Linked DNA regions of Anas platyrhynchos: region 2 is linked to region 1. Evidence: chromatin contacts called from public Hi-C data. All regions are on one chromosome and are shown on one strand. Each heading gives the region's core, a stretch centred on a gene start, on an enhancer-like site or on the middle of the called end of the contact. The rest is flanking DNA. Distances are from core to core; before and after follow the strand shown. Region 1 overlaps ABCA5 (ATP binding cassette subfamily A member 5). Region 2 overlaps LOC119713165 (ATP-binding cassette sub-family A member 10-like).

Region 1 (6,971 bases), core at 215-2,714:
TGCAGGGCTGGCTGCTGGCTGCTTCATCCCCTGGGGTGGGGAAGGGAAGGTGCAGGATGGGGGGAAAGTTGGTGGGTGCAACCTTCTGGGTTCAAAACAACTTTCCTTGAAGTGAATCCAAATCAAGCATTTGCAAGTGGCCAGACACGGTAGAGAGTGAGAATCCTCTGTGTTGTGTGGTTCACTTCAGAGATCTCCCTCCTCCTGTGTGTGGTGGTGCTGTGCTCCCTACACAAAGATGATCCTGAAGGAGCTGGGCACAGAGACACTTGGAGACATCGGCATTAAAATCCTGCTACAAAGCGCTTTGTAAAATTCCTTTCTGTTTCAAATGGAGATGTTTTAAAAGTGGCTAGCAGCAATCTGGGCAGTAGAAATAAACATCTTTTTGAGCTCTCGGGAATTTGTACATAATACGCTTTCAGTCCTCCAGATACTGCATCAAAGCACCTCTGATTTCTGTCTGTTAGCTAATTGTCTGTGCAGCTGAAACGCTGGGTAACCTGATGATGCTCCTTGGCACCTCTGCTTCCAACTGTTGCATTTGGCCTGTGCGACTTCATTGTATAAAATAACCGAGTGTTTCCTGAGCTCTGGGGAGGCTGCGGAGGGGGAAGCAGAGACAAAAACATCTGCGGTGCTCAGAACAGCAGAGGACTCTCTTTAGCGGGCACGTGTAATGAAAGGGTGGTCGCTATCATATGGTTAGATCAGGGAGAAGACTGCAGCACTGCTGACTTGAAAACACATCAATAATTTTGTGTAAAACACTGCAAGCTGGTGATGTCTTTTTCTGTCTCTTACCAGACTCGGATATTGATGACATTGTCCACTCTCTCGGGAGCCTGAACGTCCTGGTGGAGATGTTCAATGACAGTGACTACGTTTCAGCTGCACCTCACAGTGCAGGTTTAAATGTTTTCGACCTTGAATCCAGACAGGTGAGACAGAGAAACAGACAGACCTGCTCGGTCATATCCCAGAGCAGCTGGCCAGGGGCTGGTTTTGTTGCTCTGTCCTGAAAGGCAGGCTCGGGGTGAACCTGATGAGGTTGATGCTGATTGTTCACTTGAGGTGATAGGGTTGAAATTTCATCTCTGCTGTTTGCGTGAACATTTGGGGACCACTCTGTGTATTGAGGCTCTGGGTTGTTTTCAATAAGGAGATCAAATTTTTAAACGTCCAAAGTATTGAATTATATAATCAAATAATGTCATATAATATTGCTTATGCAAGAGGCCTGCAAAGAGGACTTGTAGAGGACTGGAAATATGCTCAAAATAAATTCATTCTTTCATAATGATAATTATGGTAGGTTAATAAAACTTCCATTCCTCTTCTTTCCCCACAAACACACAAAAAGCCAAGAGAAATATTTTACTTCACAAGAGACCTGGCATATGAACTTATTCCTTACTTGCACTGGCTGAATTACACAATTTGACAGAAGTATAATTCCATGGTGCTCTCATGTGTAAAGAAAAATGAGTATCTTGGACTGGAATTATTCATTTCACAATGGTCACTGAAGGAGTGTCAGGATGATTTGAATATCAGGGTTGTATTTAATTTCCAACAAAGGAAATGCTTTGCAGTATGCCAGCTCTATCTCTTGTTCCCTTTTTCTTTGTTGTTGTTGCAACTACTAATAGCAGTGTGACAGTGCAGTCCTTAGCTAACATAAATTTTTGTCTGTTTTTGAAATGCATTAGCAAGAACTTATGAGTGCAGATCCTTGTGTATTTTGTTTTTCAGGCTGTAATTGGCTGGAGCATCATTTGTCAGAGTGTAACAGTTGCATAAAACATTTTGAGGATTTACTCCAAATAATTTGTTCTCTATGAGCATGACTGTATTATTGAATTAGGTTTTGAGTTCTAACCACTCTGAGCAGCACAGAGCTTCCTGCAAAGCATCCTCTGTCATGCAGAGATTTTTTTTTATCATTGTTCAGGTTTAATTAAGCCCACAGGAGAGCCCTTTCAGGGCGTTACCCTTCAGGCAGACTAATTAATGTAACAAATACTTCTCTTTCCAGAACTATGTTTTCACAATCGTATTCAACAGTACCATGGTGCATGCCGTGCCAGTTTTGATGAATATTGTCAGCAACCTACTGCTGCGCACTCTGAACGTAAGCGAGAGCATTCAGATCTGGAGCAACCCCTTCATCCAGGTGAGCAGGGCTGGGGACAGTTTGCGGCAGGCAGCAGAGCTGGTGCTGAGGTGGGCTCAAGAACTCATGCTTTTGCACTCCCAGTCGCGTTCCAATCATAAGTGCATTTTTTTCCCCACACGCGTTCTATTATTGAAGAAATCTGATGTACATTTCAGGATCTTCCAGATACTGTTTTCAAACTGGAGATCTATTTCGAAGCTGTGCTGCTGGGAATCATTGTCACGGGCATGCCACCCTATTTTGCCATGGAGAACGCAGAAAACCATAAGGTAAACTTCTGGGTGTGGATTTGTAGACACACAAGATCTTAAAAATCTTGGGATTTTTTGGAAAGATCTTCGGAGGTGTTTTAAGTAGTATCCTTTGCCTTGCGAGGCACAGGGCAGCCAGAGCAGAGCAGGAGCGACTCCGGTGTTGGTGGCATTGGGTAGAGCAGGTTTCAGAAAAGCCCTTTGGCTTTCCGTGGAAATGTTACGTGCTTTGGCAGCTAGGATCAGCAACAAGTGGGCGATGTGCTTCTACATGTATACAATGTCCATGTAAAAGTGGTGAGTCATATCAAGAAATGAGAGCCCACCCATGTACCAATACAGATGACCATCGTGGGCATTTTCTTTTCCTGTTGCAGATCAAAGCATACACGCAGCTGAAAATCGCAGGGCTTTATCCATCTGCTTACTGGGTGGGCCAAGCTGTCGTTGACCTCCCGCTGTTCTTCTCCATCCTCGTCCTGATGATAGGCAGTCTCTTTGCCTTCCACTATGGCATCTATTTCTACGTCGGCAAGTTCATGGCTGTGGTGAGTGTGGTGGGGACCTGAGGACACACAGGGGTGCAGGGGCTTGGTTCTGTTATTTTCCACAAGCATTTATTTTTATCAGATGGTTCAGCAGGGTTTTCCAGAACAATCTATACAGAAAATGCCTGGTCAGGGTTCCTGGTGCAGAGGCACCAGCCTGAATGTACCAAAGGCAAAACCTCTTCTTCCCCTGAGGGGGGAGGGGGGAAGTATTTAGGGTTTAACTGAGAACCAGAATAAAACAGCTTTAAATTACCAGAACCTTCCAAGGAAGTGCATCGTCATTCTTTGCTCAATTTGCTCTGCGCTGTTGCTGCCATTTGATAATTGCGCCGCTTGCATCGGCACTCTGCTAATGACAAGGTTGCGGTGACTTTGAACACAGACCAGCTCCGCAATGAATTGCAGCATATGCATAAACGAAGGAGGCTACAAGCCATCATATCTTTTATAGTTGGAGCTGGCTTTTCTGAAATCCTAGCTGTAATTGAGAAGAATTGGATTTTCCCAGTTTCTTTCCCAGAATTGGTAGCTCTGCGCTAATCAGGTTTGGGGTGTGACCGTTGTGCTGCAGGGCTGATCTGTTACTGGTGCATCCATCCCTTGTTCTGATTGTTGCAAAAACGCTAACGTTGATGGAGGGCTTGGTAATATTTCTTAAAATCATCAGGTTGATATTTATGGAAGCCTGTGTTTTTTGTGTTAAATAAAAGCAAGAGGAAATACAGCAAACATGGAACTACATTCAAGGGCGTTCCTACCTATGCATCTATTTCTGTATTTAATGACACGTGCTGTACCCAGAATCATGTACAACCCTAAAATAACATCAGCTGATAAACATACAAAAAAAAAAAAAATGGGTTCATACTGCACGCTTCCTGAGAAACCTTTCTTGTCTCTGCAGCTTTTTTGCCTGATCGGCTACGTCCCGTCAGTCGTGCTGTTCACTTATGTCGTCTCATTCACATTTAAAAAAGTCCAAAATACAAAAGAATTTTGGTCATTTATATTCTCAGTGGTGAGTAACTTTTCCTCAGCTTTGGTTAACTGGGAGGCCTGGTTCTCTCCAAAGCCACGCCAGCCTTTCCAGCCTGGTCATTTCACTGTGTCCTTACTGCACAAGAAATTGAACATTTACCAATGTTTCTTTATTACTGACATATACTAAATGACAAAAGCTTTAGAAATATGCCTCAAATTAAGTAACGTACACTTTTAGAGCCAGAATTGAATGAAAATGGAATTTTTTTCTTTGTTTTGTATAGGCAGCTTTGCTGTGTACGGTTGTCACCGAAGTGGCCTTTTTTCTGGATTTTTACACAGTGACCACCACCCTGCATTATGTCTTCTCCATCTTCATTCCCATCTATTCCCTTATCGGCTGTCTGATCTGTTTCATAAAGGTAAGGACACAAAGCAGATGCTCTCCAGAGTGCTTACAAATGGCTGGAATCGGGTGGGCACCTTTAAAGACGTGACTGGGACCTGCATAGTGCCATCAGTAGCCAGTTAATGCGTGAAGAAGGGCAGCTGCTGGCAAAAAGTCACCTTTTTCCTGCAAGCAGAGTGTTGCAGGTTTAACATGAGGAAAGACACAAGTCTACCATTAAATATTGAAAGGATAAAAAAAAAAAAAGGATAAAAAAAACCATGTGCTCCTCAGCCTGTGGGGCTGGGCTGGTTTGGCACATTGATTGGGATCTGCACAGAGCTCGCAGGGTAAAGCACAATGCAGAATACATGGTCTCTGGTAGGTAATTATTTACTTAAACAGGGTTTTTGTTGCATTGTTAGGTCTCGTGGACAGACAAACAGAAGAATGGAGAATACCATGACCCATGGGACAGGCTCCTGGTGGCAGTTATAGCAGTAAGCATCATTATTTGCCATAGAGAATTGGTAACTCCAGCTGGCAGACCCCTTTTTTTGGGCATCTGCATTAGTAAAAAATTGATCTAATGCTCAGCATCTGTGGGGTCTGCTGCTTTGCAGGCTATTGCAGCAGAACAGTATCAGTAAAATTTGCTGTACTTACCAACTCAATATCTCCTGCTTCAGTAGAATTACTAACAGTGCTGTTATTAATTCTGATTATTATGGGAGTCCATACCGATGGAGGACGAACTCCAGAGCAGGGGACAGTCTGTCTCTCTCCTAGAAGCCAAGCAATTGCCATTAAATCAAAGCAGACTTTCTCTTTACTGCCAGCTCTTTGTGGCTAAAGCAGGCACATAAGAATATATTTCATCTTCTCAGAGCCATCAGCATTTCTGTGGTGAAGAGCTGGTGCTTCTCATCACTCCTCACACCGGTGGGGCTGCCTATAGGGCTACCTGTAGGATCTCCATCCCTGGAGGGCTAGCAGTGCTCTGACAAATGACTTCTATTTGTTTTAGCCCTATTTGCAGTGTGTCGTGTGGGTCTTCCTGCTGCGATGTTTTGAGGTGAAGAACGGAGGGAGGACAATTCGAGAGGATCCGTTTTTCAGGTGTGTTTCTCTATTGAGTAGACTTTTAAAAAGGAGTAAGTCCAAGGAAGCAGTTCTTAAAAATCATGCAGGTGGTTGAACTGCAATATGTAGCATACAGTTATGGGGGATATTGCAGAGAATAAAATATCCGTTTTATATCCCCTCAGAAATGTCTACAAAATTTGTCTCTTCAGTTTCCTTAAATTCAGTAAATAAAGGGCAGCTTTTGCTTCCTTTTGAGTTATCTTTATACAGAATTATGAATTTTGAGGGCAATCCTACTTAAAAATAAGGTTAATAAGGGGATTTCAATGCCTCTTCTGATAATGTATAACCAGGATCGCAGCTGTGAGTGCCCACCAGCAGGAGGGTGAGCAGCACTGCAGGGGCAGCAGTGACTTGCTTCCACCGAAGCAGAGCTGCTGCTTGCTTTGCAGCCATGAACTTCCCTTCCCACTGCAGCATCAGAGATGGATGCTCTAACAAAGAGCTCAGCGTTAAAATGGCATAATTGCACGCACTGACAGCTCCTTCAACTCTTTTGGGGCTTCTCGGATGCGCAGCATAAACACATTACTCCGAGGTTTGGCAAGCGCAAAAGCTTTCTGTATCAACCGGAGAGCAAATCTGGATTGATTTCTCAGAAAGCTTTGCTCCACCGGAATGCTGAGCGCAGGCCTCGTGCTGTTTTCTTCCCCTTAGAAAATGCTTCACAAAAGTCAAAACCTGGAAGCTGCCGGATGCCCCGCGTGATGAGAACGAAGATGAAGATGTGAAGGCGGAGAGGCTGCGGGTGAAGGAAGCGCTGAGCAACCCCAATAGCGAGGAGGTAACGCTGCAGCCCCAAACCCCAAATTCAGTGGCTGCTGGGGGCTGCAGCCACCACGGGTCATGGGGACATGGTTTCTGTGCAGAGCGTGCCAGAGCATCGCTGTTCCTTCCTCTCTCCTTTCTTAGATGCCAGCGATTTTGGTCAGCAGCCTGCACAAGGAGTATGATGAGAGGAAGGAGTTCCGTCTAGGGAGGAGAATAAAGAAAGTGGCAACGAAACACGTCTCTCTCTGCGTGAGGAAAGGTTCGAGTTGGATCGTTTGCTGTTGAGCTGCCTCGGTTACAGAAACGACTCTTGGTTTTGTGAATTAATTTGTCTGACCTCACAGGCAGTGTTTTGTGTGTTGTCCTGCCCTTAGGAGAAATACTGGGATTATTAGGACCCAACGGAGCTGGGAAGAGCACGTTAATTAACATGCTTGTTGGAGAAGTTGAGCCGACCAGCGGGCAGGTATATCCTTCCTACAAACCAAACAGAAAGTGAATCCATGCTTAACATTTGTCATTACTGCTGCCCTTCCTGAGTGTCTTTTTCTAAATCTTCAACAAAACCAGCTCTAAAACTGACAATTTTATCGACTGAAGCTGTTGTACGTCTGCAGGTTCTGATGGGAGATTATTCTTCTGGAGTGAACAGCGACGATGACTCGGTTAAATTCGTGGGGTACTGTCCTCAAACTAATCCACTG
Region 2 (6,116 bases), core at 2,599-5,098, 64 kb after region 1:
CTGCCCACAGCTCTTTGCAAACAGGGTGCTGGGGGCTGCAGCAGACCTGACCCCAGCCCCTTTCCCTTCTGCAGCTCTGCTTCGCCATGTGCATGCTGGGCAACCCCGCGGTGCTGCTCCTGGACGAGCCATCGACCGGCATGGACCCCAAGGGGCAGCGCTGCGTCTGGTGGGTAGGACCCGGGCACCGAGCAGTAGATGTGTAGGGTTAGGTAAAGGGCATTTTACCTCATCTGCGGTTAGCGCTGCTCACCTCGGGCCAGTGGTTTTATCAGAATCGCTGTTTTCCTGGTTCTCCCCAACTAATGCATGAGCGAGAAGAGAGAAGCCCTTTTTCTTTTGAATCCATCCTTGTTGTAGATTTTAGGATGGTTGTATATGGGTTTAGAAGTCCATAATTGGACTTGAGTCAAAAATAAGAAACATTCTCATTATTTCCAAGTGCCACCAGTCTAAAGTTTTTATATCCTTTTATGTTAGTTTTAGGGGTAGGCGTATTTGGAGGGGCAAAAAGGTTTAAGAAAACATGTCTGGCATTTCTAGGGAGTGTTGGCTTTTCTTTTTTTTTTCTTTTTTTCTGTGTCCTCAGGAAAATGATCCGTGCCGCCCTGAAAACCAAGGAGACGGGGGCCATTCTGACCACGCACTACATGGAGGAGGCGGAGGCGGTGTGTGACCGCGTGGCCATCCTGGTGGCTGGGCAGCTACGGTGGGCAGTGGTGTGGCTGGGACAGGAAACATTTTTCAGCCCCCCTGGGTCCAATGGGGTCTTCCCCTCCAGCCTCGGCCTCCTGAGCCCCCCAGCATGGGTGTTATGAAGTGCTCCCCATTGCAGGATGATTTGGGCAGGAGCAGACGGGTGGGGATCAGTGGTTTCACACAGACTTCATGCTTCACGCCTCCCTTGCAGGTGCATTGGCTCCATTCAGTACCTGAAGAGCAAGTTTGGCAAAGGCTACCTGCTGGAAATTAAAGTCAAGGACCCAGAGAGCACGGATCTCCTCCACACTGAGGTTTTGAGGATTTTCCCGAGTGCAGCCCGTCAGGAGCGGTGAGTATAAATGCAGGATGAACAGAGGCTCCAGGATCACCTCTTCCCCAAAAGTGTGCCCAGTGCAGTGGGCAAATGCAGGATTCGGGTGAAGAGAGGCAGAGGGGTCAGAGTCCCTCTGTGGGGATCTGGTCCCGTAATGTCACCAAGCCCAGCCCTGCTGCCATCCCCACAATAAAACACCCACAGGTCCAGCTCAGAGTGTGACATTAAAAAAGGCATTTTTCATGGTAAAAAACGGTATTGACAATGGTCAATACAGAGCAGGAATCACCTCTTCTTTTCCTCCCAGCTTCCCCTCTTTGCTCGTCTACAAGGTCCCAATGGAAGACGCGCTGCCCCTGTCCCAGTCTTTCTCCAAGCTAGAGGAAGGTAAGAGCAAGGGAAGATGGCTTTTGGAAAAGGTGGAGCACCAACTGGTAATTTTCAGCTCTATTTCCATTTCTCCACAGCCAAGCAGAACTTCAGCCTCGAGGAGTACAGCTTCTCCTTGAACACTTTGGCTCAGGTAGGTGCCAGACGTGCTGCAAAGGCATGAGCAGGAACAGAAGCCAGGTCTGGGCAGGAGGCAAGAAACTGCAGGAGCTGCACCGCCTGCAAAGGTGCATCAGAGGGTTAGGGAGGGTCTGAGAAGTGATACAAGCTTAATGTTGCCCATTTCAGGTGTTTTTGGAACTCTCCCGAGAGCAAGAGAAGGATAATTTCGATCTGGCTTTGGATGGGGCTTTCGAATGGAAACAGCTGCAGCAGGAGGACAGTTAGAGACCCACGATGCTCATTTACACATTACTCCCTATTAACCTAAGTGGTGTGATATTGCGCGTATTTACTGTCATTATCGGTGTACCAGGAGGAGGAGGAGGAGCTCTGCCAAGGGCATTTCTTACGGCATTTCACCTGGACTCTGGGAGTGTCTGCACCGAGCCCTGCCCCAGGCTGAGTTTCTGAGGGCTGGTTGATGAAATGCTGCCTGCTGCGAGAGCTCTTGGCGAAGGGAGCAGCTCAGAGCAGAGGCTGAGGGAGCAGAGGGACCAGAAGGGTGTGAGAAGGGTCCTGGCTCATCTCTAGGGACCAAGGTTTTGCTTTGCTCGGTGGGTCTGGGTGCAGCAGGGAGTCCGGACACACTGCCAATCTCCTGGGCTCGTCTCCCATCAACGTGTGGGACTGTGCCTGAGACACGTTTAAATACATCTTATTAAAATTTACACTGTATTTTTATATCCTTCCAATAAATGTCTCTATAGAAACCGCAGCAACACCCTCGTGTGTCATTACTGCTGCGGACCCCCGGCAGTAGCTCAGCACGCTCAGCCTCCTCCCCCTGGGGATGGAGGTGGCCGCAGTGGGGCTGAGGGGCTTTGGCAGGGCAGGGGATGGAGAAGCTGAGTGCTGCAGGAGCTGCTGGTGAGCCTGGGCAGGGCTCAGGGCCACCAGAATTTGGGGTCAGCTCACGGCGGTGGAGCTGCATTTTCTGAATTCATGGAAACGACCTCCAGCCAGAAAGTCCCGGATCACCAAACGGCTGGGCAATAAGAAAGCAAAGGGAAAATATCTGCTCCATCTGCCCTGGTGCTCACGAGGCACCATCACACACCCAGCCAGCAGCTGGATCCCCCCAAAAGGCTGTCACCACTTGGGCAGGGGTCCTGAGCCTGCAAAGCAGCCACCCCCCGGGGCACGGCTCGCCCTGGCTGTTCTGCAGTCGAGGTCGGAGTGCTCCTCGCACCCCCAGAGCAGCAGCCTCCTGTCAGCAGCTTGTTACGGCCCGCGCTGTGAGTTTGTGCTAGCCGAGGGGAAGCTGAAGAGCTGCCAGCTGCAAAGGCTTCGGAGGGCAGGGCAGGAGCAGCGTGTGAAAACCAGAGCAGTAACAGGGGCCGTGCTCCTCTGGCGCAGCCTCTGGCAGGGAAGCATTTAGGGCTCGCAACCCACCGAGGGTCATGGCAGCAGCACAGGAATATTTTCCGTGGAAAGTGGAAGTCCTGGTACATTTGCAGAGTTTCTGGAAAGGGAATTGATGGGAGCTGCTGTTAATCTTTCTGGAAAGCAAAGCTGCTGCTGGTTCTGCTTGTCTCTATACATCCATCACTCCCTTCTAGAGTTGCTCTGCACTTAATTAACCTCATACCTGCTCGGGGCTTTATCTTTTTGCTGCAATGGCCAGTGAATATGCCACGGGTCAAAACCAGGACACGGCTTTCCCTGGGTGTCCTGGGTGTTTCCAGGTGTCCCAGAAGGGCAATGGTGTATGGCCATGGTCAGGAGCTGGGCAGACCTTGCAGGAGCAGTGGTGCCAGCCCTAAATTGTGCTCTGAAACCCATCAGATCTGGTTTGTAGTGGGCAAGCAAAGTACAGGGCCCCAAACCCTGCCATGGGAAGTGTCTCAGTGGCATGACATGGGAAATGATGTGGTGCTCTGTGCCAGCCTTGAGAAGAGTTTGAATTTATATCACCTATAATTCTTACATGCAACATCCCCATGCCTGATCCAACAAAAACCCTTCCTGCTCTTCATATCAGCAATTCCATGAGTCAGCTCTCTGGAAGGATTCGTTTCCTCTGGTGTAAAGATTAATGAGAGGATTTTCCTCCTGAAAAAAAAAAAAAAAAAAAAAAAAAAAAAAAAAAAGCAGGCACGCGCTATGCCTGCACTCAGCTCATTTGCTGGAGCTCAGACCCTCACAGAAGATATGAATCCAGATTTCTTTACATAACCTGGTGGCTGTGTCGCAATCCCTGCCTGTGTAGGTTGCACACCCAGCCCCAAACCACGCCTGGTGCTTGGGGCGCTCGCTCAGAGGGCTCCTTGTTCCCTCCCACTTGCACAACAGCTCCGCTTTTACTCCCCGCCCCTGGGAAATGGGGTATGTGAAATCCCCAAGCATTTCGGTCACCTTCTCCTGCACTGGGCTGCAGAAAATGCAAACTCGGTGAAAGGGAAGGGGACTCTACGGCTGTGGGGAGCTCAGGGCTGTGCAAGCCACCACCCTCTCCATATCACAGCAGTTAATGTCATATTTTGCTGTTCCCCTCCATATCCCTGTCCCTACGTGCAGACCTCACTCCTTTCACCAGGAAATCTCTTTTCTATCACAGCCAGGTGACAGGGTCCATTTGGAGGCCTTTGAATGATGCAAACCATAACAAAATCCCAGCAAACTTCCCCCAATCCTGTCCCAGAGTGACAGGGGATGGCGAGGGGAAGCCGGGTGCATGGGGGATGAGGGAAGCAGAGGGAAGGACGAGGCGTGACATCTCCCTGGGGCAATTGCACTGCTGGGGCTGGACTGGGCTTTTCCTTTCCTTGGAGCACCTCCAGCCGTGGCTGCTCCTTCCAAAAGCACTTGTACTGTGTGTTTTTTTAAGTAACCCCATCCTGCTTCTTAGCACGGGGCTGGCGGGTTGTTCTGGGTGCTCTTCGGTGCTTCCCATGCCAGGCAGCTGGAGCTGGCTCCATCCTCTCCTGCACAAGGAGGAGAAGGGCAGAGACCCACAGAGCCCCCCACGGAGAGCTGGTTGGGACCAAGGCTTCGTGTAGGCCCCCAGGGAAGGGGGACGGGGCTGGTGCCATCGCCAGCACCACGTCAGGATTTCCAGGAGCTGGGCCGTGGCCAGCACTTGGAGAAAAGGGGGTCTGTCCCCAGCACAAAGCCGGGCTCAGCTGGCAGCGGGGAACGAACAAAAGTGCTCGAAAAGTTCATGAGCACTTAACATTTTCATCAGGAAGAAAAAAAAAAAAAAAAAAAAAAAAAAGGACAAGAGGACAAGAGTGTGATTTCCTAGAAGCAAGCAGGCTTCCTGAACGTTCCCTTCAGAGGTCACCCCCGCCTCCCTCCCTCCTCCCTTGCCCTCAGCTGAGGGGCTGGGGGACAAACCTCAAACCTCCCCCTGCAGCTGCCACCGAGGCACCCCCGAGGGACATCAAGGAGCAGCCCACGTCTTTGGGAAAGGTGGTGATGGCCTGAAATTTTCAAATTTCAAGGAACTTCAGGAAAAGCAGCAATGGAAGTTTCAAAATATCAATGAGCCAAACTTGTACGGAGGAGGGTAAGGCTGAGAGATGCTACGCAAAGGGTTGGTGTCCTGCAGGACATCTCAAGACCTCGTGGCTTGGCTGAGCATTAAACATCCTTTTTTCAGGGCAGCCCTGGTACAAGTAAAAGAAAGTATCAAGAAATCAGGATATGGATAAAATAAAACAAAATATAAATGAAATAAAACAAAGTAAGATCGAAATGAGATGAAATGAGATGAAATGAAATGCTATGAAATGAATGAAATGAAATGAAATGAAATGAAATGAAATGAAAATGTAAAATAAAGTAAAATAAAATAAAGTAAAATAAAATAATAAAATAAAATAAAATAAATAAAATAAAATAAATAAAATAAAATAAAATAAAATAAAATAAAATAAAATAAAATAAAATAAAATAAAAATAAGCCCTGAAGCCCCCAGGAGGCTCCATCCCGGCGAGCACAGCTGCCCGCAGCTGGCCGCCCCGCACAGGGCCAGCTGTTCCTGCAGCACGGGGAATGAGGCAAGGCAGATGCTGGCAGCCCCCGCAGCGTGGAGGCCAAGCCGCTTTTTCCATTCACCGGAGACAAAAGAGGAAATGGTGCTTGGATTGCTGCCCCCTGAGCGGGCTGCAGCGGGTCCTCGGCTCAGCCGGCCTGGGTTGTGCTCCCCAACGAGTGCCAGGACGTCCAGTCGAGCATCACTGAGAGTATTTCATTTTTAAGGCATGAATTAGGATGCACGTGAAAGCCAAGAAGACCGCTCCTTCCCTTGTCTTGATGCTCCTTAACTCCCCGCAGCATCTCTGCACCCTCCCGAGGCTTCAGGCTGAAGCTGCTCTGCAGCCCTTCAGCACCAGATGGATAAAATATCAGGCAGAAGGCTCTGTGTGGCTGCGACAGCAGCCAAACCCAACAAAATATTTACTTCAAAGCAGGCAGAGGGATAGCTTGTCCAGCTGGAAAAAGCAGGAAACGTTTTTTAAAAAGAGGGCGAGGGTTGTGTAAGGCATGATGTTTTAATTAAATCAGGCTTTAATGATAACAGGA

What was found. Hi-C and Micro-C count contacts between places; a contact is called where the count stands out from the background.
Region 2: a Hi-C map of liver shows a contact between it and region 1, with 2.1 times the contacts expected there. The contact joins two enhancer-like sites. A contact is called at or near these places in 5 of 8 Hi-C or Micro-C datasets (F1 follicle, liver, skeletal muscle and 1 more).

What each region holds. Positions count from the first base shown.
Region 1 is chr19:2,699,052-2,706,022 of IASCAAS_PekinDuck_T2T, forward strand. ABCA5 (ATP binding cassette subfamily A member 5) reads left to right here. Exons shown (of 40, transcript XM_038165409.2): 22 at 808-941; 23 at 2,039-2,176; 24 at 2,335-2,448; 25 at 2,808-2,978; 26 at 3,886-3,999; 27 at 4,247-4,384; 28 at 4,776-4,850; 29 at 5,378-5,469; 30 at 6,154-6,280; 31 at 6,409-6,526; 32 at 6,642-6,733; 33 at 6,885-6,971. Among named protein-coding and RNA genes, the nearest start is that of ABCA5, 22 kb to the left of the region's middle. Within about 2 kb of position 1,465, at least 1 of the 8 cell types and tissues checked has an H3K27ac peak or open chromatin away from gene starts, as enhancers often do.
Region 2 is chr19:2,760,438-2,766,553 of IASCAAS_PekinDuck_T2T, forward strand. It overlaps LOC119713165 (ATP-binding cassette sub-family A member 10-like), which reads left to right. Exons shown (of 39, transcript XM_038165374.2): 34 at 75-169; 35 at 590-709; 36 at 911-1,051; 37 at 1,344-1,423; 38 at 1,504-1,559; 39 at 1,715-2,303. The coding sequence ends at 1,813. Among named protein-coding and RNA genes, the nearest start is that of FAM20A, 30 kb to the right of the region's middle. Within about 2 kb of position 3,849, at least 2 of the 8 cell types and tissues checked have an H3K27ac peak or open chromatin away from gene starts, as enhancers often do.